2 separate regions of the Mus musculus genome follow, and region 2 is linked to region 1. A link is a contact called in public Hi-C data. All regions are on one chromosome and are shown on one strand. The core of a region is the stretch at or near the end of the contact, and the rest is flanking DNA. Distances in the headings are between cores, read along the strand shown. Region 1 has its middle 3.9 kb from the start of Mir690. Region 2 has its middle 48 kb from the start of Gm46548.

Region 1 (6,685 bases), core at 1,892-4,391:
AAAATAAGTATCCATTCACCCACTAACCATTTCCACAAGAGAAATGTTTGGTGATAACATAGTTAAGTGCCCCTATTATTTTCCATGATAATGAGATGCTGGCCAGGTTGTTCTGCATCTGAAATCCTTTGGAAGTTGAGCTGGACTGGAAATTTGTTTCTGAAGTGGCACACACCCAATCCTCAGTGCATAGTAGGTGGTCATCAAATTCATGTGGCTAGAGCAGTGGTTCTCAACCTGTGGGTCATGACGCCTTTGCATATAAGATACATATGATTCATAATGGTAGCAAAGTTATAGTCATGAAGTATCATGAGATACTTGTGTGGTTGGGGGTCACCACAACGTAAGGAACTGCCTTAAAGGGTGATGGGATTAGGAGGGTTGAGAACCACTGAGCTAGAGTTAAGCTCTCAGGTCTTAAATTTCAGCCTAAGGCATTTTAATGTATTTTCTTTCCTATATATGGTAAGCTGAAGAGAATTACTGTTTGAATGGAGATTGCTGATAATTTACACTTTCTGCTTTCATTGACAAGAAGTGACCCATTTCCCAATGGAAGGAGAGCTACCAAAATAACTTGTGAGTTCAGGTTTAGGGACTTGTCCATACTATAGAAGTAGGGCAGACCTGGTGGAGTTGTGTAAAAGCACCCTGTGCTTCAATCTCTGTGTCTTAGGGACGTAAGGGCACGCCACTCATCACATTTAGGTTTACAGACCTGTTAGTGGTTATTGTGCAGTGTACAGTGGATATTTGTTTTATTTATTTATTTGATTTGATTTATTCATGTCCAATGCAAGCACAATGGACAGGCTAACTTTTGTACCCCTTTGGGGGTTTGATATTATATAGTATGATAGGAAGATGGAATTGTTTACTTTATAAGGGTCATCAAAGTACAAGGGTCCCATGTGTCTGACTAGTCTATGTAATCACCATTAATGTTAAGATGGTGAAATGGCTCCAAGGCCACACTCAACAGGACCAGCCAGCCCCCTCCCCTCCCTGTGATCTTCCATTAGCAATGTCTAGATATAGCCCTTATTTCAGGGACACATCAGTGTAGAGACTGGGAGAAGAAGGAAGAGGTCCACTTTGTCATTGTTCTTTTGTACTCTAGTCTAATACGATGAAGTAGCCTAAGGAGATATGAGAGGGGAGAGCCTGGTATGCTGGCAAACAGCTACTGCTGACACATGGGCTTTGTTTAAATTCTGAATGGCCTTGTGCCCTGATTATCTTGTGTATCTTTGCATTTCACAGATCTTGTCCCATTCATTTGCTGTACATCCAATCTGGGTGTTTGGTAGATGACCAAAAGGTAGAGCCTTTTTCTAATGAATATTACAAAAATTAATAATTATGAGCCAGGGTCCTTCAGATAAGCAGAACCAGGAGGAAATTTATCTGGATTATAAGAAACTGGATTATGTGGCTATGGAGTGTGGTTATCAGCAAATGTGCACAGTTCCTGCCTGTTTTACTGGGCTGCAGGTCCAGGAAAAGCTCACGTTTCTCAGAGAAGCCTGTATGGGGCCATTTATTTTATTGTGACTTTTATCTGATAGGCAGAGGTCCACTCCTCTGATAACAGGCAACCTGTTCTACCAATTCAAGTGATTTCAAGATTGCTCACATCCAAAAGATCACCGACATCAACAACCCAGAGAATGAATACTTCATGGCCAGTCACATAATGAAAAAGAAACCATTTTGGATACGTTGTCTGTGGGTTTTGTTTTTGTTATCAATTACTGGAGAAGGTATAACCCCTCCCCCAAGGTTCTGTCCAAGGTCAGTTCACATATGCGTTCCATCTGGGCACCTGAGATCTTACCTGCTGAAAAAGGAGCACCTTCAAAGGTGTTCTTCTTAGGTCTGAGCATCACACTTAGAGTAAGGCTCAGGAGCACAGGCCTTCATTCCTCACTTCAGACCCTAGCTGGCCCAGTATCAAGCTGGCCCTGGTCCTTCAATATTAATCCTTATCCCAAGAGCTGTAGCATGATTCCATCTTTCACTTTTGCCACTTTGCAACCTTCACATCTCAGGTTCCACGTACTTTAAAGAATTTGTTTTAACGGCTCTTTGTTTCCTCGTTAACCACTTCCATGCTCATCATTAAACAATAGAGGCACATACAAGCAACTTGATTATGGGTCTTTCACTGTGCATGTCCCTCTCAAAGCAACAGTCTGTAAGGTGGACCAAAGGAAGAGGACTCTGGGGACACAGACCAAGAATCATTTAGAGAAAGCTGTCAGTGTATGGTCTGGGAGAATGGAAGAAGAGAAGCTCAATTTTTGTTAATTAGGTGTCTTGTTCTGTTTTGTTTTGGAGACAGGATCTCTGTAGTACTGGCTGTCCTCAAACTCACTATGTAGATCAGGCTGGCCTGGAATTCATAGACATCCACTTGCTTCTGCCACCCAAGTGCTGGGATTAAAGGAGTGTGCCACTGTGCCCAGACTAACACCTTTTAAAGAAGAATTTAAAACAACGGAGAAGGGAATAGGAGCTGTGTCAGTGATTGACTCCATCGTCTACCTGACTCTCCATTAGCACTGAGTGTTCATGAGGGACTCTAGATTCCTACCCCATCTATTTGATAATTTGCTCCTAAAACTTTCTGCCACTCAACTAGACACATTGAGTAGCTTGTGAGTGTCGAGAGCTGTTAGAACCATATACTATAACCATAATGTTAATGATGCTGGGTCCACTGTATTCAGAACTTTCCTGGGAGGGGAAGGGGCTCCTGAGGCCCTGAGACCATTTCTTGGGAGGTGTGGTCATTATGAAATCTGGAAAGATTGGATGCCCAGATTGGTATTAAGGCAGTGGTCAGAAAGTGAGTGTCATACAGAGAGGGGCAGGAGCTACATCAGTTTAAAGGCTGATGCCTGGGAAAGAGGGGAGATCTAACAGACCTTGAACATGATAGAGTCTCTTAATGAGGCCAAATACCTCAATACATTTCCCACCTTCTTATAAGATAATATCAAACTTTGGCTGGCTCTGTTGGGTAAGGAAGTCGGACCCCGGCTGAGCAGGCCCTTTGGGGCGGACCGAGCACCTTGGGACCGTTAAGGAAGTGTTCTGCTCTCCACCGCCCTGGCAGGCGGCCCGGAGCTGCGTGAGTCAGTTTTGCGCTGAATCTCAGCATAATGGAGGAAGGGTGCTATTTTGGGATAACAGGCATATGATCAGCTCTTTTTTGAGCAGATTTCACAGGCCATGATGTTTGCAGAAAGAGTGACTTTCCAGAATACTTCAGTCTCTGCTGCTTGAGCACAGAAAGAAACAGTTTCATGGAGTGGTTGGCTCTCCCGGAGAAAGGTTTTTCACGTTTGATATCTAAAGCCCCGTTAACCATGTTAACAATGGCAGTGGCTACAGAGCCGTTTAACGGAAGATGCTTGTGTGTAGCTAATAAGCTGCATGCTATTATTTTAATCCAATGGTTGAAGTAAAAATGGAAGGTGTGGAGACACCATGAAACATCTGAAGGATGGTATCTCGGGAGCCCTGAATGAGTAGATCTCCCTGCCTTTCCTTTCCCCACCTCGCACACCCATAGAGCCATTATTTGATTTGTTTGTGTTCCTCGGCTGAGTTCCAAGGGAAGAGTCAGGTTTGGATTGGTTATTAAGAAGGGAGCTGCTAAGACTGAGTGCCAGTTTTCTTTCTTTTCCACATGCAATGTTATGATTATCTGCACTGCCCAGATTATAGAAATGGTCAAACTACAAGCATTATACAAAAGGTGTCATAAAGGTCATGTTTTCCAGGATGCTAAAGTTGGGGAATCTGCTTCCCACTAGATGTGCTATGGACAGTATGGTGCTATGAATACACAGGTCTCAACCTTGTTTCCAGATACTCACACGGTGGAATGTTTTCTACTTCATGGTGTAGCCGAATGTTTGGACAAACTGTTTATACTTACTTAGGCCAAGAGACCAGAGGTCACTATTAGAGCTAACTTGATACATCGTGAACTGTGTTAGCTTCCTTCTTGCCTCTTATCCTTTTTCCCATGTTTCTTTGTTTCTGGAAATTTCATCAATTAATACTTATCTGTAACTGAAGGCTCTTTGATAAGTGCGAGATGCAGATGTGTCCTAAATGCTTGCTCAGTGTACCCTGTTGTATGCAGATGACTAACTACACAGACATGGCTTTCATTAAACTGCTCCAAGGATACTTGCATTTCCAAGAGCAACTCAAATCTGACGTGTAAATCTGCAGCAGCTATGATGTCCCCTACTGTAAACAAGGGACATTGGTGTTCCTCATTCTGTGCCTGTTTGTCCTTCCAAGCTTGAGCCTGCAAATCACATTGTCACTGTCCTTTTTTTCTTCTTTTGAGGTCATTTATGTATAGAAATATATGCAGTAGCCTCTAGACCCAGGGCCTCTGCAAAATGGCCACTGGTACAACCCAGGTAGAGTCCTTGCTTTTCCCTTAAACATTTTCTTAAAACCTCTTCTTACATCTTATATCTTGTCCCTCTCCAATCATTGTTTATTCACAGTGTTCTAAATTACAGATATAAGTTAGCACGCTTTCCAAAGTAAAGCCCCAACTCACTTCTAAGCGTATTCATTTCTCCGTGGTGTTTATATCTTGGAGTCAGGCAGACCTGAGCTCAAATCTTCATTCCGCCCCTTTCTCTTCACGTGACCTTGGGTAACTAACTTCTGCATCTTAAAAGGTAAGAATGACAAGTGTGACGTGTAGTAAATTGACCTCAGTTTCTCAATACCTGACTTTTTCCATTGATTGTGGACAAGATCCTTCCTTGATCCTTGCTTAGTGCCCTTTAGTGGCATTCTTTATTCTGAGATACCCATCTCTTCTCTGTTTCCCACGGGAGCATCTTTAAACACAGTCACTTTTCTGCATCTACCATTTTCTCTTGTCTGGCTCTAATAATACTTATTCTTGCATTGAGGACTCACAGTTCTGTGGAGGGACTCCTTATGCCTTCCTGCCCTTTCCTTAGACCTTGAACACTAGATCAAGGCTCTGACTATCTGACTGAGATGGGGTTCCCTGAGAGGATCTTTCTTGGCCATCATTGCATCCCTACAATCTAGGGCAATGTCTGACACAAGGCAAGTGTTTAATGCAACCGACAAGAGAGCTCAGACAATGTGACAGCCAACAGTCATCACCAGGCGATAGGGACCTCACTTCACTGAAACAGCTCCATTTGCCATTCCCTTTTGCTCCAGTGCCCTTTTGATTTTATGACAGCTGGCTTGTCTAACTGCCTAATTTTATATGTGAGATCAACCCTAAGGGAAAACCACACATGGATACAGCAGGAAGGTATCAGACTGGAGTCCAAATCAGAACTTACTATATGAGACAGCTAAAGAAGAGGATGGGCTGCAGGGTGGTACTGTACATATCTGCAAACTTCCCATAGGCAGGAGGGAGGAAGGTCATGGGAATGTTGCCAGCGTCATATGGCAGGCCCTGAAAGATTATATCCAATGTCCGTATACTAGTTCTAGGCTCTCATAAATGTGGTATTCTTGGGAAAGGATCTTTGATGATGTCCCTCCCCAGGTAAGACCATTCCTGCAGATTTGGGTAGATGCTAAATCAAATTAAGAACTCTCTTGAAGAGGCACATGGAAGGCTTATCTGTGAAGACGGAGGCAAAGAGCCTACTGGTACATATTAGTAAAGTGTCAACACCCCTTTCTCCAAGGCTGTGTCCCCAACAAACACCTGGAGAACACAGCCACGTGGACACCTCGATTTTGAGCAGGCTGCTTCAGAACATTGCCTGTGAGGCCGAAGGTTTGCATACCTTTTAGCTATAGGCATGCAGCAATGCAAATGTCATTCTGAGGTTGAATTAGGTTTCTTCTGAGCATATTCCTTTTATTTATTTATTTATTTATTTATTTATTTTCAATCTTTCTGTAATAGATGATGTGACGTGTGTGTGTGTGTGCGTGTGTGTGTGTGTGTGTGTGCGCGCGCGCCCATGCAGTTTTGCCTTTCCTTGGGCCTCCCCTTTCCTGGGGTTCCTATCCCACAGAAGGCTCTAACACTGCAGGACTCACAAGCGTGACCTAGAGGCGAGGAAGAAGTGTTTGCTGGACGTGGAAGTGCTTTGCGGAAGTATGGTCATCTTGCTGACTAATAAGCACGAACTTCCCGGAAAATACGGGGAATTTGTGGGTGTGTTCCTGCGAAGCCATAGGCTCGCCTCTGCCTCGTTTAGCTGTGCTTTGCTGCCATCGTGTGGTCGCTCTGGTACTTGTCAGCGTTCCGAGTTTTGTAGCTCAATGCTTTATAAACTTTTAAAGATTTATAAACAGGAATTTTCTTAACAGAAAAAACACACTGCGACTATAACCCATGTTTCATATCCAGCGGGGCTGGACATTTGCAGCTGACACTTGCATCGACATCTACAGCTAAGTTATGCAAACCTTCAGCCTCATAACTAATATTTTGGAACAGCCTCCTCGAAATCAAGGTATCCATGAGGCTGTGCTTTTCCGGTGTTTGTGGATACAGCTTTGGAGTTCTGACTTTGCGTTGTTAACGTTCTTACCTTAGAAAATGTTGGAGACTAGGATTGGTAATACCATTTGAAGAATTACAGCAGTTATGTTTGTTTGTTTGCTTGTTTTTCGAGACAGGCGTGTGTGT
Region 2 (6,685 bases), core at 1,975-4,474, 98 kb before region 1:
TTTAATTTAATAAATCAAGTCACACAGATGTAAAGTCAGAAGATGGAGGAGTTGTTCAATAATTTTTTCAAATAATATTCTTAATACAGTATTAAAACTCAATAAATGACAGCTCCTTTAAGGACTGTATGATATATAGTGGGTAGTCAATGTCAAATAAATGAATGGCTTGTTACATAACTGTGGGTTACATCATATGAATCATATAGTTTTCTGCTTCCGTATCCCTGGCTTTGTATCAGAAAGTGCTGTCAGTCACCTGCCACCTACTGTTCCATCTAAATAAATGTGCTATTGTTTTTGTTTCTAATCTATCAATGCAATTACAACATTGTGCTGGTATGCTCTAAACAATGCACAGTATCTTTGACTCTTAGGAACAATTACAGTATTATTGAGGTTGACAAAAATTTCCCATGGAGTCTGCTGTGGGATGCTATACACTAGACCTTTAGAACAGTTGAAGCAATCAAATACCTTAGGAGAATCTCTGTTTCTTTCTTAGTTTCTCTGGTATAGAGCAAAGCATTGGACTGGCAGATCTTCATGGTAAATTTTAGCTCTCACAGTTTATCCTCTTACTCACGATCAGCTGCAACCCTATGTCCAAACCACCTGTTCAGTCATAAATATGAGTGACTCTCATGTTTCATAATAACATTTGTTTGTAGCATGCTTTTTGGGGTGTTGTCATCATGCTCGGATTTATGATTCAGCTTACATCTGGAGAAGTGACTGGAGAGAAGGCTTGTAAACCCTTCTCCAAATATTTGGATGACAAATGAACACCCACCCGCATTTCTAGTGGTTTGAAAATGATAGAAAAGATGATAAACCTTTTGCTGATTTCTAGAGCAAGTCCATCCAGTGAATAAAATTTCTTACAATGAGATAGGCTGCATTCAATGCAATGGAAGATGGATATGACTATCGGACTACTAATGAATAATGGAATAAACATATATTTAGTGTGTTAGGGGTGCAGCTAAACAGCACAGTCCCTCTCTGATACACAGAATGCTCCATTTGCATCCAGAATTGTCACAAGCTGTATGTATTTAAGTAACAAATTAGTAGCTAATAGTGTTTGCAGAGCTTTTTCATATTCATTTCATTGTTAGCAAGTTGAGAGATAAAGTTGGAGATTCATGTATTTCTGAAATTCTTCCTCCCTTCCCTTTCAGTAGTAACCTATATTGGCTTTGTTTAGTTGCATAGGAATTAAAGATGACTTAATACTGATAGTTCAAAATTGGTGAATGAACTCAGACTAAAAACAACAAACAAACAAACACCTGGAGTGAAAAAATCCACCATAAACTTTAATAATTAATTAATTTTTACCATAGTGTCTTCTCTATGAAAGGGCTTCTTTCATGAATAATTACATTGAATGTTCCTAGCTGGCAATTGTATCCTCATGTCCTGTCCTCAGCAATTTCAAGCCTTAGAGAAAGCAAGTGGGCACCTTTATTGATTTTAGAGTTATTGTTTTTTGGAATGAGCTAGTAATTTAATCTTTTATTTGCACTTAAGTATGGCTCAGTCTTCATTTCCTTCTCTTTTCTTCAGCTGGTGGTTTTGTTTTGTTTTGTTTTCATACTCAGTCAACATTGAACTTTTATTGACCCATCCTATTCCAGCAATGGGATGCAGCATGCATTCAGGGAACATTTGTAAGCCCCATAGGAGGAACAACAATATGAACCAACCAGTACCCCCAGAACTCCCAGAGACTAAACCACCAACCAAAAAGTACACATGGAGGGACCCATGGCTCCGGGTGTATATGTAACAGAGGAGGGCCTTGTTGGACATCAGTGGGAGGAGAGGCTCTTGGTCCCAAGAAGGCTCTCTGCCCCAGTGTAGGGGAATGCCAGGACAGGGAAGCAGGAATGGGTGGGTTGGTGAGCAGGGGGACATGGGATGGGATGGGAGGTTTTTGGAAGAGAAACCAGAAAGGGGATAACATATGAAATGTAAATAAAGAAAATATCTAATAAACAAACAAACAAACAAAACCAGGAAAGGGGATAACATTTGAAATGTAAATAAAGAAAATATCTAATAAACAGAAACAAAACAAAGCAAAAAAAAAAATCAACCCAAAGCTCAAACTTTTAACACAATAATTAGTTTGCTATACATTTTAGGCTTAATGCAGTGAAAGATATCAGTGAATGACAGGTGGCATTTCTGGATGACCCCTCTTGCTTCATTGTGCTTCTTTCAAGTTTTCTATCTATCTAATTGTCACTTAACTGCAAAAAACAAACAAACAAAAACCAAACCAAACCAAAACAACCCAACCAAATATTACTTCAGAAAGATACACCACTTAATTTTGTTCTGAAGTGTTTATCTCTTGTATAAAAATAACAATAAGGTAACAATCTCTACAGAGATGACTTTTAAATATTTTTTGTATAAGTTACAGAAGAAATGCAAGTGGAGTCTCAATGCTGTGACCTAAGGCTCAGACTCAGCGGTGATGGCTGTGTGGTTTAGAAGAAGTATAGGAATGGCTTCAACCTCTTGACATGCCAGTGGCTGTTTGAGAATTAGGAATGCTCGCACACAGTTCTCCCTGGTCTGGTTGCTACTACTCATCAAATTCAGAGTGCTAATTTATTGGCTTCTAAAACCACTTTATCTTCTCATGAGTATGTCTTTTTTTTTTTTTTAAATAATCTCATAATGGATTTACTTGGTTGTCAGAGAAAGGAATGATTTAAGGTGTATGTTTCATTTACTTCAAAATCCTAGTCATTCTTTCTTTTCCAATGTAACTTGAGAATGACATTTTTAGTTTCCACGGCCATCGACTGAGAATCAGCATTCTTGCTCATTATTGGTGAGAATCTGAGCGGCTCAGGAGACCATTCTGACCTACGGGGGCTTTCTATGCAACGCAGGGCTATTGTTACCTGCTAGTCAGTTTTACAGGATCATAAAATGCTCGAGAAAATGCAGGATAATTGCAAACCACAGAGCAGGAGGATGTTGTCGTTACAGAATCCGCCAGTCCGGATAGTGAAAGTGAGATTCTTGGAAACAAACTGCACGGCTTTCGTTTCTTCTGCCAAAAAAATGAATATTGATTGCAGCTGGAAGGGAACCATTCTGAGAGAGAAAATAACGTTTTGAATAGGAGTCAGGGCCCGCTTAATATCAGGCAGCCTGAATGTGCCTTTACATTTAATGATAATTGAGCCCCAAAGCTGCCTTTCTGGCCTGAGATCCCACTAAATCAGGAAAGCTATAAATTGCTACAAGGCTCCCCCTCAGGGAGAGGCCTGGAAAGAATGAGTGAGATTGGATGCTCACGTTTGGCTGAGGGTGCTCAACTGTCTCAGGCTGCATGAGCTGTAAAGGAGGCTAGCTCTGTGGCTCAAGGAAGGCTGGAGCATGTCACCTACAAGCCATGAGCTGATTTTCTCCTGCCCCTACTATGTGATGCTGACTCTCGTGACTCTACTATGCAATGTACTCTGCAATAGATGTTCAGGCAATGGTTTGACCTTTGACCCTCAGTACAAGTCTGTGAGATGAAGGTGAGCACCATTGTTCTAGTAGCATGCATGGAAACCCAATATTCCAAATCATGGTGTGATTTTCCTTATGTTCACAACATCTAATTATAAAGTTAGCGCTCCTTACATTTTAATGTTTAATGTCCTGCCTCCTGCCTCCTCCACCCCAGCTGCTTAAAATGTTAATAACAATGCTGCAGTTACCAATGATTTTCATATGCGTTATCTCTACTTTGGTTGCCACTTTTCCTGGCCTTTGGGTTTTTAAGGCAGGCCTGCTTGAGGCTCCTTTGGAGTCCTGGTGGTGTGTCTGAAACAATGACACTGCCTAACAACCAGAACTCTGGTCTTGCTTCCTTCCCTACTGGACATGCTTACCTCACATCTTGAAAGACAGGGAGTTGCCTCTAGGGCCGTGAGCTGGGGGAAGAATGCAGAGGACTTGGGTTTCCTGAGAACCAAAATGTATTAATGGATATGTGTACAGTATATATGTATGCATAGTATATGTGTATGTAGATATATAGTATATGAATGTTTATAGTGTATGCATACGTATATGTATAACATACATATGTATAGCTATGTATATGAATGTATTTGCATATGTATAGTATAATTGTATGTATGTATATGTATATATATATGCTTAAGTATATGATGTATATCTATCTCTCTGTGTATATATGTATGTATGTAGGTATGCATTCACAGCTGTAAATTTGATTTATTTCTCTCTAGGTGGTCACTAAACACTGGTAATATACTGGGAAAAGAAGGACTAGTGAAGAGTTTCAGTGGGAAAGAGAGTTGTCACCAGCCTGATGACCCAAGTTAGATCCCCAGAACCCATAGAGTGGAAGTGGAAAGCCAACCTTTGCAAATTGACCTCTGATCTTCCAAAGACACTTGTCCCAACCTAAAATAAATAAGCGTAAAATAATTTTAAAAAATAAAGTAAAATGAGAAACAGAGAGGCACTAGTAGAAAGAGACATAATCTTTTTAAAATTTTTTATTAGATATTCTCTTCATTTACATTTAAAATGCTATCCCCTATCCTAGTTTCCTCTCTGAAAGTTCCCTATACCCTCCTGCCACCCTGCTCCCCAACCCACCCACTCTTGCTTGCTTCCTGGCCCTGACATTCCCCTGTACTGGGGCATATAATCTTCGCAAGACCAAGGGCCTCTCCTCACTTTGATGGCTGACTAGGCCATCCTCTGCTACATATATAACTAGAGGCACAAGCTCTGGGGGGTACTGGTTAGTTCATATTGTTGTTCCACCTATAGGGCTGCAGACCCCTTCAGCTCCTTGGGTACTTTCTCTAGCTCCTTCACTGGGGACCCTGTGTTCCATCCAATAGATGACTGTGAGCATCCACTTCTGTATTTGCCAGGCACTGACATAGCCTCACAAGAGATAGCTATATCAGGGTCCTGTCAGCAAAATCTTGCTAGTGTATGCAATGGTGTCTGGGTTTGGTGGTTGTTTATGGGATGGATCCCTAGGTGGGGCAGAAGAGACATGATCTTGATCTAGCGTAAGAATGAAACGGGGACAGAGGGAAGCAGCAGTTAAAGGTGGAATTAGTGAAGGTTATATTAATTAGAGTCCTTGCTTCCAGCCTTGAATCTGCAGAAAGGGGGCGGGGCAGAGACTGGGGCATCAGCAAAAGAGTCTGAATGAAACACATGCTCCAGTTTTCGGGGATGCAGGCAAGTTTATCCCAGACAGTAAGGGGCGGTAGAGGCTTATGGTGGTGGAAACAGAAGTACTAGAGACTTCCCTCTAACCCTGGACGACACTCAGTAACGTCCAGAGGAAGGATGGTGGCAGTAGGATAGTGAATAAGGTGACTGCTATAGCTGTTGACGTGCTGGAGGCTATGAATTTGGATTCTGCCTTGATTCAAACGCATGATAATGAGCTTAAAAGGAAAGCAAGTGATAGAAATAAGTTAACCAGGGGGAGATTCTTAGGAAACATGCCTTAAATAAGACAGACATCAACATTAAAGGGGAATACAGTGTTTCTCGTGAGAAATTTTATTGAAAGTTAGCGATGACCTTTTGAGGTCGGGTACTGCTGACCCAGGGAGGATTATCTTGAGGCTAGTCCCTTTTTTGTCCTTTTTTTTTTGTTTGCTTGTTTTCATTCTTTTCTTTTTCCTGGGTGTACCCTGGTGAATGTCATCAGTAGAATCAAACTGGTGTCAAACTGAGCCAGATGTAGTAGATTGGCCAAAGGACTCTTTTATTAGGGGCTGGGAAATGCCAGGAGGACAAACTTCTTCAAGGAATGTGTTCATGGCTGCTCGAATCCAGGGAGGTGCTAATAGCAGAGCTGTGGTTTAAGCTGGCTCTGATCTTGAATGCTGTCGACCCAAGGAATCGCGAGATCTGGTGTTCACCATCTTGGGTAGAACAGGGGCTGGACCATCATGTTTCAAGGCTTATTATCTCTATTGATGATATGAGTCTGGAGCTGGATGGTCACATGGTCATTCATTGGAAGTCATTGGTACGTTTGTCGGATTGCTACTTCTGTTCCACTGGCTATGGATGTTCTTCAAGGAAATTAAAAAACTATTAATAAAGATAATTCTGCAGTTATCACCACTTGTCCAGCCACCCTTTCACCTACTTGTGATTGGGGAGGTATCTCTTTACATTGATGACAGCTTTTTTGTCACATCAGCTCTGTTCTCTCAGTTGTTGGTGTATAATGGCTTTGGTTCTTGTTACTTCACTAGCTGGGTTCTACAGTGGTTTTAGAGCTTCTCAGTTGGGTTCTTTACAGGTTTAAAATGACAGATCAGTAATTATCTATGCATCTCATTATTCATCTCTTACATAATACGTCCACGATTTGCTGCATTCAGTTGAGAGCCCATGGTAAGTATTTCCATGTTTCCATGCTAAATATCCTTTAAGAAATAGCCATGACTTCCTGGGCAATCTCAGCATAACTCTGCCTTCCTCGGGCTTTGGAGTATGAGTTTCTCCATTGGTGGGTCTCTTCAGAGTTTTCTAAAGCCAGACTTCTGCATTTCCTCTTATTCTCTAGTGATTTTCATGTGAGGGTAACAGCTTTGCGGAAAGCATCGCTAACATGTAGCTGGCCAATCAGCATGTCTTTAACTAAATA

What was found. A called contact is a pair of places that touch in the nucleus more often than the background predicts.
Region 2: a contact with region 1 is called in a Hi-C map of cerebral cortex, with 2.5 times the contacts expected there. The contact joins two enhancer-like sites. A contact is called at or near these places in 2 of 39 promoter capture datasets (the HPC-7 cell line and hippocampal neurons), 3 of 484 Hi-C or Micro-C datasets (cerebral cortex and cortical neurons) and 3 of 115 datasets of contacts at active chromatin or transcription factors (PVALB interneurons, heart atrium and neural progenitor cells).

What each region holds. Positions count from the first base shown.
Region 1 is chr16:28,592,822-28,599,506 of GRCm38.p6, reverse strand. It overlaps a transcript of Fgf12 not described here. Among named protein-coding and RNA genes, the nearest start is that of Mir690, 3.9 kb to the left of the region's middle. Within about 2 kb of position 3,141, at least 19 of the 459 cell types and tissues checked have an H3K27ac peak or open chromatin away from gene starts, as enhancers often do. A contact at or near this core is called in PVALB interneurons, cerebral cortex and hippocampal neurons, where this site is marked.
Region 2 is chr16:28,690,965-28,697,649 of GRCm38.p6, reverse strand. It overlaps a transcript of Fgf12 not described here. Among named protein-coding and RNA genes, the nearest start is that of Gm46548, 48 kb to the right of the region's middle. Within about 2 kb of position 3,224, at least 22 of the 459 cell types and tissues checked have an H3K27ac peak or open chromatin away from gene starts, as enhancers often do. A contact at or near this core is called in PVALB interneurons, cerebral cortex and hippocampal neurons, where this site is marked.